2 separate regions of the Mustela erminea genome follow, and region 1 is linked to region 2. Evidence: chromatin contacts called from public Hi-C data. All regions are on one chromosome and are shown on one strand. Each heading gives the region's core, a stretch centred on a gene start, on an enhancer-like site or on the middle of the called end of the contact. The rest is flanking DNA. Distances are from core to core; before and after follow the strand shown. Region 1 has its middle 25 kb from the start of KPNA2. Region 2 overlaps SMURF2 (E3 ubiquitin-protein ligase SMURF2).

Region 1 (6,533 bases), core at 346-2,845, 150 kb after region 2:
TCCCCTTCTCCTTCCTTTCTGGAACAATTCAATCCAAAACCTTAGGTGAGACAGAGCTAGGTAGGTGTCCCTCGTGGAAGGGGGTGGGGAGCCCTGGTGACCCTGAGTGGGTGCCCACACAGTGTGCAGGTGGCCTGACATTTGGATTCAGAGCCCGAGAAGGGTAGGAAGACTGTCCATGCAGGTACAGCCTGGAGTAGAGAGCCAGAGCCCACGCGGGGAGGGGAAATCCTCACTGTCCAAGAACAGGGTTCTAAATACGGAAAGGGAAGAAGACTGGGACAAAGCCTGTGGTGTTGGATGGAAATCAGACACAATGGTGTGAACTCATATTGGTGGGAAGTCTTTCAGTATATAGAGATAGAAAAGGAATTATAGAGATGGGCATTTACTAGAGTTTTTGCAAGATGAGGAGATCTGGGAAGGGATGGTGGAGAGAGTGATACAAGTGAAGGTTCTTAATGCCCTTGAAGATGGGTAAGATGGTCAACTTCATGTTCTGAGCATTTTACCGTAATGTGTTTAAATAAGTAGATGTCAATATACCTGGTTCTGATTGTCTGTATGTCATGTTGTATGTGTTCTGCTGTGTCTGGACGTGTATACACACCTACATTCCCTCATTTTCTCCCCCAAGAGGAAAAGAGAGGACTCACCCTGGTACCAATGACCACACCCAGCACTGAGATCTCAACTCCGCACTAAAATGAACCGGGTCCTTGGAGGAATGACTGGTTTCCCAGGGCTGGGACAGGAAAAGCATGAGATGAGCCTAGAACATCTTGTGCTAGAAAGCTCAGAGAATGACAGGTCTGGCAAAAGGACACAGCAATTAGCTTGAGGGCTCCTACTGGCCACACGGGGAATAATTATCAAAATCTGTAATGACAGTAACAGATTACAACCTCCCCGAATCCACGAGCACATACAGACACGACATTTCTTGGCCGAGATCAAGAGAAGGTAAGGGAGCCCTGGGGAGAAGGACACTCACTCTTATTTTCCTTTTTCCTATTTTTTTTTTTAAGTGTTGAGTGGAAAGGACATGACACATAGAGCAAACTAGAGGCCCAGAAAATTCCTAGAGAGACTGTCCAAGACATATGGACTTTTGAGATCTGTCCAGTGTCATTTCCTGTTGGTGGGGAGGGAAGAGGCAGGGGTGCCATGAGGAATGAAACGGGGCGGGGGGGTTGCAAGGAGCAGGAGGGAGGAAAGGGGGCTGGGCTATCAACCGCTGCTTCCAGTGAGCCCCCTCCCCAGATGCTGCGGGGCTGGGGGGCCGGGTGGTCAGGGGCCTCCAGGAGTGGCCTCTGCCCTGCAGAGTGGAGGTGCCCCACATCTGGTTCACATTGTCGGGTAAAAGCAAATGGGTTTCTGAGCTGGAAGGAGCCCAGCAGACTTGGCCAAGCCCTGCTGCTTGGACACCAGGGCACAGCATCACCCCTTCCACGGGTCACCGGGCCTGGCCAGCTCCCAAGGGCCTGCAGAGGGGACGTGGTTGGAAGGAGGCCATCTTCTCTGCTTAGAACCACATTATCTGGGCCCAGCTCTGCCTAATGTACAAAACAGCCGTGGGTCCAGAGGGGCTGGTTCTGGGACGTGCAGATGACTCACTTCAGGCCTGGAATGAGGCTGGAGCTCCACACACACCAGATGTAACCACCCCACCCACGCGGATTGTTTGTTCTTCTCATGGTGCCTCCCTTGGCTGGGAAGAGACAACTGATGGCTGGGGAATCTTAAGCAACTTTACTAACTTCTCTGAGACCCAATTGCCCCACCTGTAAAATGGGAACAATGATTTCTTCCTCACAAGGCCATGGTTAGCCAATGAGAGTCACTGAATGAAAAGCAGAGTCAGCTCCAGAAAGTTCTTGACCGAAGCCTGCGACTCCTGTTGGTCATTTGGATATCAGGCTCAGCTCTTCGATTGGATACTAAAAGTCTTGGGGGATGGGGGGGTCAGTTATTTTTCTTGCTGGCTTTGTACCCCCATCCCTGGCAGTATTAAGCAGGGGACTGACAGAGGACAATTCACTTTCCAGTTTCGCTATTTGGTGGCTGTGTGACTCTAGGAAGCTTCCTCAACCTCTCTGAAACTCCATTTCTTTCTCTCTAGAGGTGGAATCCTTGCCCCTGCCTCCCAGGTGTTTGAGGGAATTGAGAGAGGTAATGCATGTCAGGGGATGTTTGCGGTGTCTACGAGTTTCCTTCCCACGCTCATTTAAAAGCCTCAAAAAACAGTGTTGGCTTGAAGGGACGCACCTCAGGGAAGCAGCTTTTAAAACTGTCAGCTCCATTGGGGCTCCTGTGTGGCTCAGCGGGTTAATCTCTATGCCTTCACTCAGGTCATGATCCCGGAGTCCTGGGATTGAGCCCCAGATCGGGCTCTCTGCTCAGTGGGGAGCCTGCTTCCTCCTCTCTCTCTCTGCCTGCCTCTCTGCCCACTTGTGATCTGTCTGTCAAATAAATAAATAAAATCTTAAAAAAAAACAAATCAAGAAAACAAAAACTGTCAGTTCCAGTCCCTCCTCTGCCCAGCATTAGATCTTTCCTGGAAAAGATCTAATGGATCTGAAGAGTGCTGATTCATTCTGGGGAGAGTTCTGAGGCCCAACATCCCGGCTAGTAGCCCTCAGCTTCCCCGCCCCGCCTCCCTATTGGTGCTCTCCCACTAAAGAAAGGACATGGCTTCTTCACCGGAGGCCACCAGCTTGCTCTTCCCCACACCCTCCTGGGTGTCCACGGGGAGCCACCCAGCTCTGCTGGGCACGCTTGTCCATTGCAGAGCCCACACCAGGAGCCAGGTCTGCAGAGCCAAAGAGTCTGGGCTCTGGGACATCACCTCCCTTGGTCCTTTGGAGAAGCTGAAACCGAAGAAGCCGGCTGCCCCTTGGCGGATCACATGACCTCCTTGTGCCTTCATTTTCGCATCTGTAAAAATGGACCCCACCCACCTCATAGAGTGTGATGAGGCTTTTCTGAGAGGTTCAAGTATATAAGGGCTGTACTCGGTGCAGCAGAAATGCCGAGTGAATGTCCACCATTAGGAATATTAGCTCTCATTTGGAATCCCTCCAGCCTTAAAAACTTCCTGCTAAGCAGCTGAGAGGTTGCCAGGATTCAAGGTCAACCTTGATCTACCCAGGCTACCGGGGAAGAGAGAGGATTTCTCTCACTTCTTTCACAAGTCCACTCTGAACAACCAGCCAACCTGTAGATGGAACCATGATCCAATCAGGTAATTAAGCCTTAATTCCTCTCCTCCGATCCCCCAGAGCCCACCACGCCTAATTAGCCTTCTCCTTCTTCCCAAATGTTACCAATCACCCACTTAATCACCAGCCATGATCTAACTCTCCCCTCACCCCTACTTGGACCGTACTCAATGTGATCAACACTGAAAGGTTTCACTTTAAGGTCTTTTTCTGAAACCTTGAACAACAGCAGCGACCAAAACAAAAGCAGAAAAAGTAGCCTTCTCACCTCTGTGAAATCCTAAATTTAAAAAGATAAAATTGGGGGCACCTGGGTGGCTCAGTGGGTTAAGCCTCTGCCTTCAGCTCAGGTCATGCATGATCTCAGGGTCCTGGGATCGATTCCCGCATCGGGCTCTCTGCTCGGCGGAGAGCCTGCTTCCTCCTCTCTGCCTGCCTCTCTGCCTACTTGTGATCTCTGTCAAATAAATAAATAAAATATTTTTTAAAAAGATAAAATTGATATGTAATTTAATATATCATATTATACCATAACTATATTACATATAACAAGACAATTATATAAATTGTGTGTGTGTTTGTGTACACTCAACAAGGGCTAAGATGAATGCTTGTCACACTCAAGAGTGAAATGGAACAAATTATACATCCTTTGCCTGACAAGGAAGCTAGAAGAACATTGTGGAGGATCATGACGATTCTGAAGCCATTCTTGAGAACTGCTTCATGACCAGAAAGGGATGTGACCGTAGGTGAGGACTGGGGACAGGCTCTTTGAGTAACTATTTGGAGCTTTTGGGGTTAAAGCATTTTGCACAGCCTTAAAAATATTGCACTCTCAAAAACAAAACAAAACCAAAAAATGCCTATCTATGCATCGACCTATCTGCATTTTTTTTGCCCCCACCTTAAACTCCTGCTTTTTTTAAACTAATTGAGAGCTTACTTGTTAAGCTATTTAGCTCATTCACCCTTAAAACATCCTTCAGGTTTAGATGGTAGTTTCCTCCCATTTTGCTGAGTTGGAAAGTGAGGCACAGAGCAGTTAAGTAACTTTCAGGAGGTCACACAGCTCTTAAGTACTAGAGTCAGATTCCAAACTCCAACCTTCAGCATTCAGAGGCCACACTTTTAACCACTGAGCTCTACTGCCTCCCTGTGGTGGTTTTTCCAGCTGGGTGGAAGCCCGGGGCTTTCCACAAACACCTCCCTCTGCTGTAACGCACAGAGCTCAGCACTTCCCATGTTGTTTTAAACAGCCAGCCCCACGCCCTGTATCTACATTCAAAATATTAACCCCACCATGAGGGGGGGGAAAAAAAAACGCATGTTTTTAACCAAAAACTTCTATTTTCTCTGATTGTAGACCATTATAAGAACTGCGTTTTTTTCCCCTCACTTCCTATGTAAAACCAAAAGAATTCATTGTCAACTCATGGTGCATCTTTAGAGGTCCTGGGGGTTGAGCCCATTTGGAGGAATGTGGTGACACGTGGCGTGGTTTGGGGGTCCGGATCGCTTTCACAGCCCGATCTGGAACCCTGGGGTAGGTGACATACCGGAAGTTTGAGAAATGCCGTTGCTCCTCACCTTGGTGTTCTAGATGTTTCAGGCGGCAGGGAGGTGGGTTTATTTTTTTCCTGTTAAAACTTTCAAAGCTCAGAGCTCAAGTGTCTGGCCTCAGAGGCTGGTTTCGGGCTGTGGTGAGTGAGGTGTGGGGTGGCGGCGGGTCCTGGCAGGCGGGGGGGTTCGAGCCCTCTGATGGGATGAGGATCTGTAGCCTCTTTAATTCGAGAATTAGGACAGAGCTGATGGGGTCTGGGCGGGATTGAGGTTGAATTTGAGGCCTGATGGGGCATTCGGTTCCTCGCTCTTTACTAAGTGGTGTGGAGAGGGGACAGTGACAGAAGAGTCTGAGAAGAGGACGAAGGAGAGGGCAGGGAAGATGACCCACAGCGGGGAAACTGAGGCCCAGAATAAGTGCCAGGACAAGGGCAGGTGGGCTTGCAAAAAAGGAAAATAAAATTATTAAAAGGACAGAGACACCTGTTACCTTTTGCAAACATGTCTGCCTCGGAATCCAGGCTTTCCAGAGGCAAAAGAGGGCCCGACAAGGGTGATAATGGCCAAGCTCCCCGAGGCAGTCCCTGGGTGTCCCGCAGGCCTCCGGTCCCCTCGCCTACAGCAAGCCCTCTGCCCCTCGCAGCAGCCCCTGGGCCGGGACCACTGGCTGTGTTAACAGGTTGGCACAGAGCGTTCCAGGGAGGGTGAGTGACCCACCCAAGGTCCCAGCATGTAGGTGATCCCGCCGGGGCCCCAAGGCTGTCGCTTCCAGCCCCTGCACCCGACACCAGACGCCCTCCCGGCTGCCAGTGCTGGGAATTCGCACCCTGCAGGGCGGGCTCCCTGACCAATGCGTGCCTTCCCTTCATTACTCCCCAAAACACACACACACACACACACACACACTCTCTCTTTCTCTCTCTCTCTCTCTCTCCAACCTGCATCAGAAAGTGATATGAGCAAGAACTAATCCTTTTTGTGTTACGTCACTGAGATTTTTTTTTTTTTTTAAGATTTTATTTATCTATTTGCAGAGGGAGACACAGGGAGAGAGGGAACTCGGGCAGGGGGAGTGGAAGACGGAGAAGCAGGCTTCCCGCTGAGCAGGGAGCCGGATGCGGGGCTCGATCCCAGGACCCTGAGATCATGACCTGAGCCGAAGGCAGACACTTAACAACCGAGACACCCAGGTGCCCAAGCCAATGAGATTTTTTAATTTGGCCTATAAATAAGACTTTTCCTGGGGTGCCGGGTGGCACAGCTGGTTAAGCATCTGCCTTTGACTCAGGTCATGATCCCAGGGTCCTGGGATCAAGCCCCGGGTTGGGCTCCTTGCTCAGTGCGGAGTCTGCTTCTCCCTCTACCTGCCACTCCCCCTGCTTGTGCTCTCTCTCTTTCAAATAAATAAATACAATGTTAAAAAAAATAAAAATAAATTTTAAACAAGTCTTTTTCTAATAAGAGAAGGAGTAAATAGTATTGCAAAACAAAATGAAGAAAAGAGTGATTAGGGAAAGGGGTGATGTGATGGAAGGCCTTTGGAACAGGTAACATTTGAGGCAAAACCTAATGAATAGAAGAAATGAGCTATAGGAAGATATGAGCAGAGACTCCTGCAGGAATAGGAAACAGCATGAGCAAAGATCCTGTGGCAGCAACAAGGTTGGACAGTGTGAGGACTAGAAATGAGGCCAGTAGAGCTAGAGCAGAGTGAGCTTGGGAAAGTATGTGAGAAGAGGGAGTAGACAT
Region 2 (6,033 bases), core at 3,306-5,805:
TCATCTCTTGAATACTGGAAGAGGCCGTAGTACGGATTCAACATTTCATGGGACAAGAGATACAACCACTCCCTAGAAAGCAAGATAGGGTACAGGAATTTTTTTGTTAATGAATATTTTTATTAAGATATGCTCTTAATTATTTCAGCAAGGAATTTTTTAAATAAAGGAAAATAAAGCAGCACTAACTAGTTCTATAAAATGACACTGCAAAACTCTACCATGCCCCAAAAAGCAAATAAACTCTTGTTTTGTTACACTGAAGTCACATCTCACTCTGTTTATGGCAATTTTATGACATCTCAGCACCAGAGAGTATAAAGTAATATCCCGAAGTGCCAATGACTCTTTAGATGCTGTAGCCCAGTGGCCTGTTACCTACTTAATTACTAAGTAAGATTCTAATCCAGGATAAACATAAAATAAAGGGAAGATTTTTTTCCCCAAAAACATCCGTGTGGTCTATACTATTCTGGTCCATTCCTATCATGGCCCATTTATACTGGTTTATACTGATAAACAGTATAGCAGTGATTTACTCTCACTTTTGGACAAGGTTCTGTTTTGTCGTTGATGTTGTTTAGTAAGGAAATTATCCCATTTCATCATCTTTTGTGTAAACCTTAAAATACATTATAATCGAGTATGAAGTGATCAGGAACAGCAAGGCATTCGGTATAGGTAGGAACACAAGAGCAAGCCTGCATTTGGGGGGTAGGTTTCAGAGTAATAGGTTTCAAGTATACATCAGTGTTTTAAAAAAGTAGTACTATCACCGGAAACTTAACAAATTCTTTGTTTTTCAAAGTATAAAAGGTAACTTATTACTTATCTTGGTAAAACAAAATCGCTAGTCTAGGACTTAAAGAGATGTAGTTATAGTCTCAATTCTTGTCATTCTTTCACTAGGAAAGATATCTATGTATGTTCCAATATTATGGATTAAACAGACTGAGGGGCCCCTGGGTGGCTCAATTGGTTAAGCATCTGCCTTCGGCTCAGGTCATGATCCCAGCATCCTGGGATCGAGCCCTGGCATCACATCGGGCTCCCTGCTTCTCCCTCTGCCCCTCCCCCACTCGGGCTCTTGCTCACTGTCTCTCTTTCCAATAAACAAATAAAACCTTAAAAAAAAAAAAAGATTGAATGATGTTTTTAGGAAATGCAGTGAAACACTATTGACAAGTAGTTAAAAATGTTTCAAAGTTCTGTAAGTGATTTAGTCTAAATCAAATCACTACCATTTATGTAATACTAGAAAAACTCGAGATTTTTAGGAAGGTTTCCACATAAACAATGTGCCAACACACTGAACAAGCTCACCTGACATGTCTTCTATGCTTTCTTATGCATTATTTTAAAGAAAATCGAAATATTTGTTTTGTTTTACCAAGTACTTTGAATACACATCTAAGCAGACCCAGCTACTCTGGTGTTTCACTATGCAATAAAGAGCAGAAAAAGCATTTCATTGCCACATAGCATTTAGTCTGCCCAAACCCTGACAATAGCGAGGTTAAGAAATAAATAACAAAAAACTGACTAGTTTCTTGACTATACATATAATTACAGCATTTAGATTCTATCAACAGGTAATTAACAGGTCTTCCCAAGAAGCATTCAAATCTAGTTATGAGCAAATTCTAAGAATTCCACAGAAACTCTCAAGCCCTAAGTATGATGTACATGTGATGAATTCTAAGATTCCAAACTAAAGAAATTATCCATTTATTGGTAAAAAGGCCACAGAATAAAAATAAGCCTATAGGTGACAACCAGTAATGCGACTTAGTGGAAACACAAATTTAATTTAGGCTGATTTAGATGAGGAATAGCAGAATTATTATGATGGTCCTTAGGACATTTCAGTAAAGAAGCTATACTGTTTCTGCTACATCTACATAAAGTAAATTCTCACACCTATAAAAAAATGTATATTTGAAAGTAGCATAAACATTACAGCTTCTATACTGAAACATTTTAAAAGACTACTTGAAATACACACCTATGTACACCCGCGCTTCCCTACTTACATGCACACACAGACGTTACTTTAACAAGGTTAAAAAGCATGGCAACGGGAGCAAAGGAAAACAGCACTCAGTTTAGAATATATGTCATTAAAATCTCCAGACCGTTCCTAACAATGTAAAGCAGAGGGAATAACACATACTGAACGAGAGAGATGGAGAGCATGCGGGGCCCGTGGGGCCCACCACTGCCCGTGTAGGGGTGCAGCTAGTTTTCAGAGGCAGTCTCGCTGGGCTGGCTAATCCACAGGGAGCTCTCAGTTACTCTGTGGTGGCAGTCCTGCTCCAACCTCATCATGAACACATCTATTAGGAAATCCACTGTATTGCAAAAATTAGGGAATGTTACGCTCGAAAATAAATATCAGTGAGAAGATTCACCAGAGGAAGTATCTTAAACTTATAAACCATACGTCCTTTACTCATGAGCAAGTCTTTACCTGGCAACCCCTCCATAGTCAAGGCCTTCTTCTCCACGAAATTTTATCATTAATCGCTTCCACAGATCTTTGGGTCTCATTTTCATGACCTGCCGATAGGATTCCTGAAAAAAAATTAACACACTATTGTTACTAGGTGCTTTAAACTTGTTATTTAAACTCTCCCTTGCATTTTACCTACAAAACATACATTTATTGAAATAAGATTAAATTTGTTCAACAATCAAATCAATGGACAAATTCGAAGTGTTTGAAACTTCATGGAACTTATAAGAGCAAGATGGATATAGTTAAATACTACTGAAATTAATTCATTTGATAAATGCTATATTAACAACCTAAGTACAAAACTCCGTATTTAAGTTCTATGAACCACAGCAATGACTACACAACTCACATTACGAATTTGATAAAAGTACCAAATTTTTAAAAGTTGGTTGACCTAATTCTAGGTCACAGGCACCAACAGAAAGATGAGAAAAAGAAAGTTGCAAAGAATATAAGTAATCATTTATTTGATTGTCATTAGACCAGCATCTTCATATTATTTTAAAATATAAAACTGACTTACAAACAAGGTTAGAACTGTCCTGAGAGAAGAAAAGTTGATCCTTTAGGAAAAAGGTTATCAAATCCCCAAACATCAAACCCATGAATCTTCCAATGAGTGGGAAAACCCTGCCTTGGACCTCTGCCACTTATTACAGAAGAACTTTGAAAGTGATAGCAGGGCTATAAAGTCCAAAAATAAAAATATACGAGGAAGGAAGATTTTCAATAAATTAAGGAAGTAGTTCAAAAAGAATTAAACAAAATGGCTTTTGGACTTTAGAGTCACTCATCCTTTGGAAGAATTAGAAACTAAGGGATGGATAATATTTGTGGCCTTTTAAAACTCAGTAACAGGGCAGGGGCACCTGGCTGGCAATGGAGCATGTGTACCTTGATCTTGGGGTTGTGAGGTCAAGCCCCACTCTGGGTATAAAGTTTACTTTAAAAAAAAAAAAAAAGTAGGGGCGCCTAGGTGGCTCAGTGGGTTAAAGCCTCTGCCTTCTGCTCAGGTCATGATCCCAGGGTCCTGGGATTGAGGCGCACATCAGGCTCTCTGCGCTGTGGTGAGTCTGCTTCCCACTCTCTCTCTGTCTGCCTCTCTGCCTACTTGTGATCTCTGTCAAATAAGTAAATAATCTTTTTTTTTTTAAAGTATAATTAGATATATATCTATACATAAAAATTCATTAACAAATAAGTATTTGCAATGCAGAGACCAAGCTGATGCAACTGGAATATTTCACACTCTTGACCCCATTTAAATGTTTACCTTCTAGATTAAGCCTCTGATATTATTGCCTTTATTCCCCACAATTAAGAAAGAACTTAATTAAAACTCTCCCATTCGAGATAGGAATTTCAGAAAGTATTCTTAGAAAATAGCAAACACTGAAATTTAATTTTTCTCTATTTTAAGGCTTGTAAATTTACCTCAAAAATCTCTTCCCTGGAAACCTCAATGCGGCAATGACCAGCTTGAGGCTGTTGTTGGGAAAGTTCCTGCCGCAAAATTTTTAGTTTCTGAACCAGGTCTCGCTTGTACCGTGGGACTGTCAGACACTCCGCATCATCGGGGCATAACGATACCACCTGCTGCTGCTGCTGGTCTTTCAACTGGTTCTGCCGACTAAAAGTAAACAGAAATGCTGCTATTTTAAATAAAAGAGATAGCAATTATACATTTTAAAAAGAGCATCATACTAGAAAGTAAGTCTACCTACATAATTTTCAGGACTTGTGATATTCATGGCTTGACATTTTTGATGACGATAAACTACCTCCAAAGTTTATTTCTCAGAATCCACACGAAATTATAAAATTGAACAACAGAGTTTTCATTCAGCTTTATACAGCTGCTGAAAATAAATTTCTCGAATACCATTCTCCATTTTCTTCTGCATAGCTGACCATCACGCATTTTAAAACTCAGGCATACGCCAAAAACCCTGTGCCCGTTATCTAGAGTCTGTCTCTCTGGAAGAAAGAGCTTGAGCCAGTGGTTTGGCAGGAGCCCCTTTTCCTCTCTGCGCTACGTCTAGACCACAAGAATGTGGAAGGTCACGTGGAAGCTACTGGCACAGAGAAATGAACACACTACAAACATGTCTACATGCCTTAGAAAATGACTACTTTTCTTTTTATTGTGATAAAATATACAACACATAAAATTTACCATTTTAACCTTTTTCTAATACAGTCAGTGGCATTAAATACATTCACATTGTTGTGCTAAAGTGACTTCTACACGTGCATACACATGGTTTGCCACAAAATACATGACAGTAATCTCCCAAGCACAGCAGAAATATAATACTTTAAAGGGGCACATTGCCTACAAATATTTTTATTCTCCCAGCAAAAATACTGTAGGTTACACCTAAGAATTTTTTTGAAAGAAGCTGATGATATAATGAACTACTTAATTCCAATAAACTATCAGGAAGTAAAAAACCCAGTAATTCACTACTGATGCCAGGCAGAAAACGGAATCATTTTGATTTTGAGTTTTAGATTTTATCTATTTGACAGAGAGAGAGACAGCAAGAGAAGGAACACAAGCAGGGGGAGTGGGAGAGGGAGAAGCAGGCTTCCCGCTGAGCAGGGAGCCCGACACACGGGGCTCGACGCCAGGATCCTGGACTCAGGACCTGAGCCAAAGGCAGTCGCTTAATAACTGAGCCACCCCGGTGCCCCTTCGATGAATTTCTGTGTTTTAAACCACCTGTATGTGCCACTTTGTTACGGCAGCCCTAGGAAACTATTACAGGGGAAGCCTGACAGGAGGAGGACTTAACAAAGAAGCATAAGGAAATTTGGGAGGATGATGGATATGTTCACTATCTACACTTTGGTGATGGTTTCACAGGTGTATAATATGTCAAAACTTAAATTGTACACTTTAAAATGTGCAGTTTATTATAGGTCACTTACACTTCAATAAAGATGATTAAGAGAGAAAAAAAATCCCTCTGGGATGGGTTCAGCTATCCTGGAGCTATTTCTGATGCACTCACAGGAAAAGCTAAAAAGCATCTACCCGGGAAAGCATCCTGTCTCTTCAAGTGTGTACGATGTACCTTTGGTACATACTCTTTCCTTAACACTCCAGGACAGGTTCCTACTTAAGCACAGTGGGATTAAACTACTCATGTATCAAATAAAACATGTCATACTCTTATATAAAATTTCATCCAACAGAAGTTATTTATAATTAAAGAGAACAGACATTCTATCACATTACAAAAAGCATCTTCCGTCTTTTCTTATTCAGGCTTGCAATTTAACATGTATTGTTTCAAAAACTTACTTTAAAACTAAATGCAAGTTAGCTGAGAGCCGAGGATCTGTAAACTGTGTTGTTCTGTTGTTATGGTCAACGAAATAAACTCTGCCTGTTGCAGTATTACGGATCTCCCATCCAGGAGGCAATGGACCAAGCTCTTCACAATTGATGTTGCTAAGATCCCTGCAAAAACAAATATAAAATAAAAAATACCTCATTGCTGGGCCAG

Evidence for each region. A called contact is a pair of places that touch in the nucleus more often than the background predicts.
Region 1: a Hi-C map of skeletal muscle shows a contact between it and region 2, with 9 times the contacts expected there. The contact joins two enhancer-like sites. A contact is called at or near these places in 2 of 3 Hi-C or Micro-C datasets (fibroblasts and skeletal muscle).

The regions. Positions count from the first base shown.
Region 1 is chr18:47,950,971-47,957,503 of mMusErm1.Pri, forward strand. No RefSeq gene overlaps it. Among named protein-coding and RNA genes, the nearest start is that of KPNA2, 25 kb to the right of the region's middle. Within about 2 kb of position 1,596, the one cell type or tissue checked has open chromatin away from gene starts, as enhancers often do. A contact at or near this core is called in fibroblasts, where this site is marked.
Region 2 is chr18:47,794,791-47,800,823 of mMusErm1.Pri, forward strand. It overlaps SMURF2 (E3 ubiquitin-protein ligase SMURF2), which reads right to left. Exons shown (of 19, transcript XM_032319924.1): 10 at 5,829-5,987; 11 at 3,953-4,148; 12 at 2,471-2,574; 13 at 1-72. Among named protein-coding and RNA genes, the nearest start is that of CEP95, 65 kb to the left of the region's middle. Within about 2 kb of position 4,556, the one cell type or tissue checked has open chromatin away from gene starts, as enhancers often do. A contact at or near this core is called in fibroblasts, where this site is marked.